Regions from separate parts of the Sus scrofa genome. Here region 1 is linked to region 2. The links are chromatin contacts, called in public Hi-C maps. All regions are on one chromosome and are shown on one strand. The core of a region is the stretch at or near the end of the contact, and the rest is flanking DNA. Distances in the headings are between cores, read along the strand shown.

Evidence for each region. A called contact is a pair of places that touch in the nucleus more often than the background predicts.
Region 1: a contact with region 2 is called in a Hi-C map of liver, with 2.9 times the contacts expected there. The contact joins the promoter of NECAB2 here to the enhancer-like site in region 2. A contact is called at or near these places in 4 of 47 Hi-C or Micro-C datasets (epiblast stem cells, heart right ventricle, liver and 1 more).

What each region holds. Positions count from the first base shown.
Region 1 is chr6:4,638,009-4,643,427 of Sscrofa11.1, forward strand. It overlaps NECAB2 (N-terminal EF-hand calcium-binding protein 2), which reads right to left and starts at 3,442. Exons shown (of 17, transcript XM_021093738.1): 1 at 3,191-3,442; 2 at 734-758. The coding sequence starts at 3,415. OSGIN1 (oxidative stress-induced growth inhibitor 1) reads right to left here. Exons shown (of 6, transcript XM_021093739.1): 6 at 4,754-5,419. The coding sequence ends at 5,123.
Region 2 is chr6:4,354,919-4,360,439 of Sscrofa11.1, forward strand. All of the region lies in intron 1 of WFDC1 (WAP four-disulfide core domain 1), which reads right to left. Among named protein-coding and RNA genes, the nearest start is that of WFDC1, 7.4 kb to the right of the region's middle. Within about 2 kb of position 1,968, at least 26 of the 83 cell types and tissues checked have an H3K27ac peak or open chromatin away from gene starts, as enhancers often do. A contact at or near this core is called in liver, where this site is marked.

The DNA.
Region 1 (5,419 bases), core at 2,192-4,691, 280 kb after region 2:
AGGGTAAGTGTTATCGCGCCACTTTACAGATGGCGAAACTGAGGCCTGGAGAAGGAACGTGCCTTGGTTACAGTCCACGGAGAGCTGCTTCAGGCCCGAGAAAAATGACCATGGTATTTATACAAAAGCTGGAATGCTCTCTGTGGCCACAGGCTCAGGTGGGTCTCAGGAAGCCCTGTCACCCTTTGGCCTCCCTGGAAGGTCAAGGGTGGAGCATCTCTAGGAGGTCAGGAGTGGCACGTCCTGAATTCACTGGCCACAACGACTGTGGTTCACCTTGCTGGGGAGGCTGCATGACCTGCGGAAAAGCTTCCAGGGGGGGGTCCATAAAGCCTGCCTTCAAGCAGCTGGGTGACCCTGGGCAAGTCACTGAACCTCTCTGGGCCACAACAGAGTTGAAAGAACAGGGGCCACATCACCAACTCTATCAGGTGGCTGTGAGGAGGAAGTGTGCCAGGGCCTAGGAAGGGCCTGGAGAGAGGCTGGCGGCTTTCTGGGCCCCGGCCTGGGCTGCTCTGGGCCAGCCCCACTGCACGAGGTTAAAGCACGCTGAGCAGGTCCCCTGGCATCACAGACACCTGCTCACGGAGTCTACATGGCATCCCTACTAAGAGGAACTATGGGAGTCCCGTCGTAAGATAAGAGGCACGGAGCAGAGGCACCCTCCGAGGCCCGCTCTCCCAACCAGAAGGAGCCAGGTCTTCATGTGGGACAGCCTGGGGAGGAAACTCACCATTTTTGTCCGCACGGCGGAAAATCTGCAGAGAAGAGAGGTCAAGTCAGCGTAGCCCCCCCCCCCCGGGGGGGGCACCCTCCATTGGCTTCTGACAGCTCCACCCCCCGGTGGGCTGGGGGAACCTGGGCCCCTCCTCCCTTCCTGGGGACGAGACCCCTGCTGGGATCCAGGGGCGGGGAGGGTGTTGCAGGCAGAGGCCCTCCCCGCCAACACCCACACGGAAGCAGCCGCCCACCCTCCCTCTGTGCCGCCAGCCTGCCCACAGCCGGGCTGACACACGCACACATGCGCACGGACACAGGCGCACACCCATCACATGCTTGCGGGAGTGCTTCCAGAGCCAAGGGTCCACGCGCTGCACCCACTGGGGGACACTCGGTCACATACACGCAGAATTCCTGCCCCATGGATGCAGCCACTACCCTAGGAAGCCAGGTTTTCTCCAGGGAGGTTGGGTTAAGTCTGAACAGAGGTGTCTGCTAAGGGAGCCTGGAAGCCTGGACCACTCAGGGCGGGACTGAATTATCTGGGGAGGGGGTGAGGAAGTGGGTAGGAGCAGGCAGCCAGGAGCTGGATCCAGGTGCAGGTGCAAGGTTCTTACTCCCTCAGGGGAGGTGGGGGGGGCAATCCCCCTCCAGCCTCAGCTGAGACCAGGTAACTCCTCCTCCTGGTGTTTTGGGACAAGGTAAGCCTTGCTGATGGAAGGAGGAGGGGAGCCACCACCCGCCCGCAGTGTGTGACCATCATGCCTTCAGGGACACATTTCCCGGCCCCTCCCAGTCCCTCCAAGCAACCGGCAGCATCCCTTATCAGGCACCTGGGGCTGTGACAAACTGAAGTGGCAGCTCAGGAAGGCTTCTCAAACATCCCCCTTCCCTTAGCTGAACCCTGAGTCCGGAGCACTGGGTGGAGCCACCGAGGCTGGGGCAGAAAGGGGAGCAGTGATCAGGACCCCAGCCTGAGCAGCCCACACACCAGCTCCTGACCGCAAGGTTCCTGGAGGTTGGGTCCCCCTTTCCGCCTGCGCAGGCAGGGGTGTTAAACAAGTGAGTGACACCACCACGCGATGTGCCCCCTCACACCCGCTCGTCACCCCATTTCACAGATGAGGAAACAGAGACGCAGAGCCGACCGATGACCAGCTTGGAGGACTCTGGAGCCCACCTCCTGTCCTGCGAGAACCAGGAGGGCAGCCCAGGGCTTCCAGCTGTGAACGGTGCTGGGGCTTTGAGAGAGGGAGGGCACCGCTGTGCAGGTGCATTCAGGCTGTGTGTGAGCGTGTGTTTGGGGAAACTGGACCTACAGGCAGTCAGAGCACAGACGCCCCTTTCCTGCCCAGCCCCCTCGTCCCAAGCCCGTTATGGGCTCTAGGAGGAAGGGAAGGAGAAGGAAAAGCCACGCTCCCCCACGCTCACAGGGATGTGTGGTCCACACGCACATACACGACACACCTCTCCCAGAAACCCATGATGCCCGCACCCGGCACCCCATCCCCAAGTCACCTGCCACACAGGGCTCTCAGTGGGACATGCACACCCCAGCACCATGCTGTCACCTGGGGGGCAAGGCCCCCTCCGCCTCCTCCCTGCACTCCCCGGGGGATGGCTCCCACCCCAGCAGCCACCCACCCTGAAGAATCTCCCGCTCACAGTGGGGTGCGGGTGGAAGGGTGAGGTGGGGTACTTTGGGTCCCAAGAAGGGATGGGAAGGGAGGAGAGGGAGGGTGGGGAAGGGAAGGAAGGATGGAAGGGGCTGAGAGAGGAGTGGGGGTGCCCAGAGCGGTCCAGGCTCAGGGCAGACGGAGGATGGTGCCAGCTCCGCTGAAAGGAGAGAAGATAGATGGGAGGGGGCTTCGCTTTTCAAGAGGCGGTGCCCGGGCCAAAAGGGTATTTGGGGATGAGAAGGCAAGCGCTTAGAGTCTAGAGCCAGGATGGGAAAGGTGGGGCCAGAGCTACTAGGGGTTGGGTGGGCGGGGGAGAGGGTCCCAGAAAAGTAGCGACTGCCGCGGGGATCCGGGCTGGAGGCGGTCAGGGGCTCCCGTCTCGGGAAGGGATGGGCGCAAAGGGTCACGCGCGGGGCTGCGGAAAAGATGAGGGTTTGGCCAGGACAGAAGTAGGGGGGCGGTGGTCGCGGGGTTTCCGGGTCCTGGCTCAGACAGGTGGGGATCCCGAGAAGTGGAAGGAGGGGTGGGAGAAGAGGGGGTTCTCCCGGTCCAGAGACGAGACTGGACCGGCTTGGAGACCGGCCGGGACGCCGAGGGGCTGGGAGCAAAGCTCTGGGACGCGGAAGGGCCGGTGCGGGTCCTGCTTCGGGCCGCCGAGCCGAGGGATGTGGGCCGGGGGTCTTGCTCTGGGAGAAGGGGGTCCCGCGGGTCCGGAGGAGGGCGGCGTCGGGGTCGCCGCCGTGGGAGGAGGGGTCCCGGGGTCCCTGGGGTCCCGGCCGCTGCGTACTCACGTCCAGGATGACGGCGGTGCCCCCGCGTGGCGAGGCGGGGCTCGGGCCGGGGCCGGGGTCCGCGGCGGGGGCGGCGGGGACGTCGGGGGCCAGCGGCGCCCGGGGCTCGCCCATCCTGGCTCCCACCCAGCGCAGCAGCCCGCCCAGCGCCCGGCCCTGCGGCGGCGGCTCCCGAAGCAGCCTGTGCGCGCCGGCCCTGCACAGGCGCGCCGCCCGCTCGCACATCGCGCCGCGCCCGCCGCCGCCGCCGCCGCCGCCCGGAAGCCCGCCGACCCCCGCCCGGTCCGCGGTCCGCCCCCACGCGACCCTCTCCCCGGCGCCGCCGGCGCCGCCCGCGCGCCCCGCCCTCCCTCCCTCGGCCCCCGCGGCCGCGGCCACGCGGGGACGGGCCGGCGCCGGGGGACTGGAGCGGGGGGGGGCCGCTCCGCCCGGACCCCGAGCCACGTGCCCGGTGGTCACCGCCCCTACCCTCGGCGGCCGGGCGCGGCGGGCGAGGTGCTGCCCGTGTGGGCGCGGGGTCTGGGGGCTGGACCCCGGTCCGGCCGCCGAAGGGGTTGCTCAGCAGGGGCGGGGTCGTGGGGGTCTGGCTGCAGGGGTGTGCCCGGGGGGCAGCCCCCCAAAGTCTGCAGCTGCCCTCCCTCCCGAAGGTGCCCCCCCCACCTCAGGGGCCGGAGCGCGGTGTCCGGCGAGCCCAGAGCGCCCTCTGCCGGCTCCCGCTCCGGGGATCAGCGCCCACGCACGGGGGCCTCCTCCGCCACTCCGCTGGTACCCACTCTTTCCCGCCACGCCCGGGCACGCCCCCTCAGACCTCCTTCGCCCTTCATGCAACGACCAGAACCAATCTTCACCCCCGTCACCCTCTTCCCCTCCCACTTCTAGCATTCTTCCCTCCATCCGCCGCCCACTAACCCAAAGGATTAAAAGAGCTAGGTTTGGACACTGGCTTCTGAGAATAGGGAAAACAGAGGAGGTTCTTAGTCTTCTGGCGCTCACATCGAGGAACCAGAATCTGGAATGATTCCAGAAATAAATGAACAATTAAAGCCGAACTGCTAGGAAGAGGTGGCACCTTGGGCTTTGAGATGCAGATTTGCTTAAGGCCTTGGAGCGGTATGTGTCAGAAGCGGCTTCCTAAAGGAAGCGGTCCTTAAGCTGTGAGAGTGGAAGGAAGAGGAGTTAAAGGGAGGAGAGCAAAGTGCGTCTGACTGGAGATCACCCTATGCAAAGGTCCTGTGGCAGATACACGTGTGGGGAATAGGATGGACCCACCGAAAGGAGACTGACTGTGCGGCTGGAAGCGAGAGTGGGAGGGGTGGGAGGGGGCTGGGAGAGCCTCCCCAGCACCCATTCCTTCAACACACCCTTTCCTGACTGTTGTGCTCTGCTCCCACTCAGCGGGCCTTCCACTTGGGGCACCATCCGGCCGTTGTCCCCCCAACCCCCTGGCCCAGGACCTCTTCCCACATGGCCCCGTGCTTCTCCCCGCCACTCCCGCTCCTGGCTCCCAGAGCAGGATCCCAGGCACCTGGCCTCCCCAAGCACAGAATCCTCAAGACACAGGCGTGGAAGCAGTTGCTGGTTTTATTCAGGACCCGATTCTGGAAAGAGTGGGGCCCAGAGTCCTCCTGGCTCGGCGCTCAGCTGGTCTCGGTGGTCCCAGCTCACACTGCCAGCTTTTACCCCCAGTTACAGGTCTAGGCCTACCCTGGCCTGCGGTCACTGTTCCCACCCTGGCCTCAGGCTGGGCAGCTGTGGTTTCCCCACGCTTCATCTGAGAGGCCTGTAGCGTGGGCTCATGGCCACTCCTGTCCCCTGCCAGGAGAGGTCCCCCTTCCATCACTGGGGCATCCTGGGCCCGGCTCTCTGTCTAGGAGAGCCGTGGGGATCTTCCCTCCACTTTAGGGCGTGGGTGCGAGGACGTCAGGCCAGGTGCTAGGGCGGCTTCCTGCCCTCCTTGCTCAGCAGGGAGCTGGCCACAGCCAGGGCGCCACCCTGCACGAACCGCACAAAGTTGTCCCCGGCCAGCGGCCCCATGGCATACAGGCCCTCCTGGTGGGTGCTCTGGTAGGTGAAGGGGTCCACGTCAATGGGGTTCCTCTTGGCGCTCAGGGGCTGGTCGGGGTCCATGGCGAGGTCAGCCCCGGCCCCCGGGAGGAAGGACAGATCGGGGTGGGAGCCAATGAGGACCAGCACCAGGGAAACGCCAAAGACCTTCTGGAGGCCCTGGGG
Region 2 (5,521 bases), core at 718-3,217:
GAGGGTCCCCTGTAGGTACTACTGCTGTCCCCATCGTACAGGCGAGGAAACCGAGGCACATGGGCACTGCATGGGGGAGCACCAGGCTCAGAACATGGGCAGTCTGATCGCAAATGAGGGTAGGGTAGGCAGCATGGGCGAAGATCTCACCGTGTGCCAACGCTGTGCTGGGTCCTCACCCACTGAATCTCACTATAACCCCCCAAGGTCACTGATAGTATTAACCCACTTGCCTGACAAGGAAACAGGCGCAGAAATACCAAAAGCACTTGTCCCAGGTCACACGGCAGACGCAAGATTCAAGCCTGGGTCTGTCTGACTCTGGCTTTTTCCTGTCCCGGGAGCTTGGCTCTGAGGAGCTGCTTCCGTCTAGCCCATGAGATTCCTGTGGCTTTGCCAGCTTGGGGACCCCCTGCTCACATGCCCCTGCCTCCCACCTGCCTGTGGACCAGCCCCAGCTCTGGATGTAGTCATGGAACTGCTGTCCCCAGGGACACGTTTCTGGAAAGAGCTCATCCTGGCCCCTGCTCTCTGCAGCCAGCCTTCCCCTCTGATGCCACGCAGCCAAAAATAAGATAACAGCATGTCCAATCCCTCTGACAAAAGAGGCAGCTCTCCCCAGACTGGCAAGATCCTTTATGAAAATCCCAGACCACTCACCGTGCCCACCTGGCATTTTCATTCCTGCCCAGGGAGTGTAAGGCAGGCTGGCTTCAAAGCAGCTGCCGAACTTATATTTATGGTACAGATCAGACAAGAACGTGCCGGCGCCGAAAGCCCTACTTGGATAAAGATGGTTCCGTTAAGGTTTCAACCTGGTGTCTATTTTTTTTTTTTTCCATTCCTTGAGGGGATAGTTTTGGAAGCCTCTAGATTTGCAAAGCCATTCTGCTGCTGCTCTCCTTAGGACACAGTTCTGGGCTGCTTCAGTGGGAAGCCCAGTTCCGTGGGTCTAAATCCAGATTCCACCGGAGCAAACAGCTGGATACCCAACCAGAGGAGGCTGGATCAATGATTAATGGCACATCTGTGCCTTGGAACCTCACAGGGCCCTTGGAGAAGAGGACGCAGGTCTGTTACAGGAACATAGTTCATGTGTGATGAAAAATGCCAAGTGCAAACCAGAATGAATAATAATCCAGACTCAAGTTCCACATATTGGAGGATCACAGCTGTGTGAAACTTATGGAGACAGGAAGCAGATTGAAGGTGCTGGGGGTTGGGGGGGAGGGGAGGGGGGGCAGCTGTTTGATGGGTACAGGGTTTCTTTTTGGGGTGATGGAAATATTTTGGAACTAGATAGAGGTGGTGGTTGCACAACACTGCAAAGGTACTACATGCCACTGAATGGACTGCTTTTGTTGGGTTAATTTTACATTATGGGAACTTTATCTCAATAAAAAAAATTTTAAACCATATGAGCAAAATACCATTAAGGAAACACTATGAGCTGAGTGTAACTGCTTCATGGAAAAGTCTAGGTGCACGTGCGCACGCGCACACACACCCACACCCACATCCCAACAGAGTCTATGTTTTACAGGGAAAATTTAGATGCTTTTTACTTGATGCCTTTCTGTATTGTCTCCGTGTGTTTCACAGTAAACATCATTGTTTTTATAATCAGGGAAAAAACGTAAACCATTTCCATTTAAGGAGAAAGAATCCAGGCTCTATAGCTGCCCCAGTTTACCCGCATCGCCCACCCCCTTCATTCCTGGGCAAGAGCTTTCTGTTTCGTTGGAATGTTCCAGAGACTTAACAGCCTGACCCATAAAAATGCGCCCAGGACTGGTTTGCTTGGTGCAGGAAGAAAGCCAGATTCCCTCTAAGCTTTACTTGCTCTTCCTCTGGAATTCGGACGTCAAAGATCTAAAAATACGTGTCTCTCTGGAACACAGGGCTTGCAGTCCAGTGTGGCTGACGAATGCCACTTCCTGACGCCTGGGAATTTGGCTCTAGGAGCCATTTGGTGCTCGGCTAATGGGACTTTCTTGAAGAGGTACTGAGCCATCTGGGCTCTCACACCACGACAGTCCACTCCAGTGTATGTCGAGAGCAAGGCTGCACACTCAGCTGCTCTCCATGGAGCCCCACTCTGCACCTGAAAGTCTTCCAGAACTTTCCATCCCGCTTCGTCTGTTTTCGAAAGCTTTCATGTAACTGATTCATTTATTTCATGGTAAACTCACAGTTCCCGGGCCTACTATGAGCCGTGCACAGGCTGCATCTGAGCTGAACCGAACCAGAAGACATGGCCCGTGCCTTCACATGGCTCAGCTCCGGACCAGCGACAAATAGAAATCAACCAAACATCGCACAGAGAAAAGCAAAGGAATTGCTTTCTTGGGTTTATCTGTGAAAGCAGATGATGCGAAACTAAAGGCCAGAATAAGAAAAAAACAACCATTCAGGTCATCATAAGGGAGCTATAATGTTAAGAAGGAGAAGTCAAGAAATTGTGAAAACTTTTTTTTTTTTTTTTTTTTTTTTTTTGCAGTCCCTGCGGCGTATGCAAAAATTCCCAGGCCAGGGATCGAACCCAAGCCACAGCAGTGACAATGCCGAGTGCTTAACCACAAGGCCACCAGGGAACTCCGAAAAGTTTTAAAAGCGACGTAAGGGGTGTTCAGGCATCAGGGACCAGCTCTCTGAGGAGGGGACCCCCAAAGCTAAGACAAGTCTCCCCAGGAGACTTCACAGAATCCTAAGAGGGACCTCAGGTTCCCACTGCTTTTTCAAAAGATTATCATGGTAGGTAAAAGACATACGACATAAAATTTGCCATTTTCACCATTTTCAAGTGTGCAATTCTAGGGCACTGATGAAATGCACAGTATTGTGCAACCACCACCTCTATTTCTAAAAACGTTTACATCACCCCAAACAGTCATTCTTTTTTAAAAAAAATGTTGTGTGTGTTACTGGAAGAATCCTATTCTCATTAAGCAGCTCCTCCTCTTTCCACCTCAGCCCCCAGCACCCTCTAACCTACTTTCTGTCACTGTGAATTTGCCCTTTTTGAACATGTCACACAAATAGCTCCTATGATATATGGCTTTTTTGGACCAGCATCTTTCACTGAGCATGATGTTTCCAGGGTTCATCGAGGCTGTAGCATGCTCAGTACCTCTTTCCTTTTTCACAGCTGAATAATATTCCACCGTGTGGCTAACACCTATTTTGGGGACCCATGCGGAGCTCCTGGACATCCGGGCTGGTTCCACTTGTGTTGCCGTGACCAGCGCCGCTACAGACAGTCAGGTATGCCTCCCCCTGCTTTCCTGTCTCCCTCCCTCTCCCATAAGCACTCCTGGATGCTTTTTCCCTCATTTGTTTCTACCTGGAATTAACCTCAGGACTGAAATCTCAGGTAAGGAAGCCAGGTTCAGGGAGGAGAAAACCCCAACTTCACACCATTCCTTTTCCTTCCTTCCTTCTGCTCATCCCTCCAGCTCACCCCTCTTATCCTTAAAATGTTTCTGAGAGCCTGCGATGGGCCAGGCCCTGCACGAGGCCCCCAGGGATGACCCCGCCGACAGGGAGCACTTCACCATGACGTCCCATGTCCCCTCTCTCCAGCCCCCAGGGAGGACCCACAGGGTCTCGGCCAGGAACTGAGCAGCCCTCCCTCCAGATGTGCATCCTGGTGGCCCTGCTGACGGAGTCCTGCAGGGGTACAATCCCAGGTCTTGCAGGGAGCGAGGAAAGCCTCCAGGACTCTGAGGACCCAACGACAGCTTCACCCGTCCACGGCCGGAATGGGGCAGTGGTGAGCCACTCCCTGCTTTGGCCTTGACTTCCTCCCCTGGGAAATGTCTACACCAGGCTGCTAGGTGCAAACAACAGAACTGACTGCATCCGTTTGCAGAAGCTGCTCCATGAGGGTTCTAGCCTGCCGTAACCACACACGGGCTGCCTGGTTTAAAACAGCGAAAATGTGTCATCTCCCAGCTCTACAGGCTGAAGTCCAAAGTCAAGGTGTCAGCAGGGCTGGTTCCTTCTGAGGCCGGGGAGGGGAGGGTGTCTGTTCCAGGCCTCTCTCCTGGTGGTTCCTGGAGATCTTTGGAGCAACGTGGCCTGAGAAGCATCACTCTCACTTCTGACTCCGGCCTCACACAGCCCTCTCCCCGTGCCTCTGTTCTGTGCCTCTTGTCTTCCTCTAAGCTCACCAGCCACACGAGACTAAGGGCCTCCCTCACTCCCATATGTCCCCATCTTAGCTGATCACACTACCGTGTCCCTATTTCCACATAAAGTCACACACCCAGGCCCCAGGGCTTAGGACGCGAGCAGATCTTTTGGGGGAGGGGGGAACACAAATCCACCACACAGATCTGAGACCAGGATTTCAGGGCAGGGGGGTCTATTTGCAAGGGGACCCCAGGGAGCTCCCGAGGGGCACTGGGGACATGAGACGGGGAAGGGAGGGGTCGTCCAGGGACCATTCAAGCACAGATGACTGCCATGGGCACCCAGAGCTCAAACCCAAGGGGACCCTCTGAGAAAGCATCCAGTCACTCTTTAGAGGCTTCCCACCTGGGGATGAGGAAGTGGGGCCACCCAAACAGACCCAACATTTGGCCCATCCTGCGCACCAGCCAAGCGGGCTCCATGGGCAGAGCTTCCAGGATGAGGTGAGGACTTCAGGACTCAGGGAAGGATGAGAGCACAGGGGTGGTATATGCACAGCTCCGGGCCACCTGCCTCTCCCACTCCTGCCAACTTAGCAGAAAACCAAAGAGGCACTAGAAAACTCTGGCGCCAACAGAAGTAACCAGAGAGAGGAGGCCCAGCCTGGAGAGACCAGGGAACATGCCTGGCACAGGCTGCCACCTGCCACAGTGCCTCTGTGCCCAGATGATGCAGCCCTGGGCAGGCTAACTGCAAAGGGACAGCCCATTCCACGCTAAGCCTTACAAGATGCACCCCTGGCTCCTGGCTGCTGCAGCTGGTAGTGCCCCCTCCGCTGGGCAAGCATCTTGGGGCAGGGTGCAAACCGCAGAGCCATTTCCACCTGGCCTGGATGGGAGCTTAAGGGACAAAACAGACCCAAAGCCACAGTCACACCTAGGGGGGCCATCAGGCTACATGGTCCCCAGGCTGACAGGGCAGCCACAATGCATGCTACTGGGGAGACGTGTTCAAAAGATCCTGAGATAACGCATGGCGAATGCTTGCCCTGACACACAGGACACACTCAATAAAGAATGGCTCTTACAACCTTCATCAAATGCCAGGTAAGCAAAGCCCAGAACACAGCACAGTGCTGACCTTAATTCTCCAGGAAGGCTCTTGGGCCACTGACTAACATTGCACTTCCTGGAGTTCCCCTCATGGCTCAGCAATAACAAACCTGACTAGTATCCATGAGGACGTGGGTTGCATCTCTGGCCCCGCTCAGTGGGTTAAGCATCCAGCATTGTTGAGAGCTGTGGTGTAGGTCACAGAGCCAGCCTGGATCTCCAGTTCCTGTGGCTGTGGCCGGCAGCTACAGCTCTGATTGGACCCCTAGGCTGGG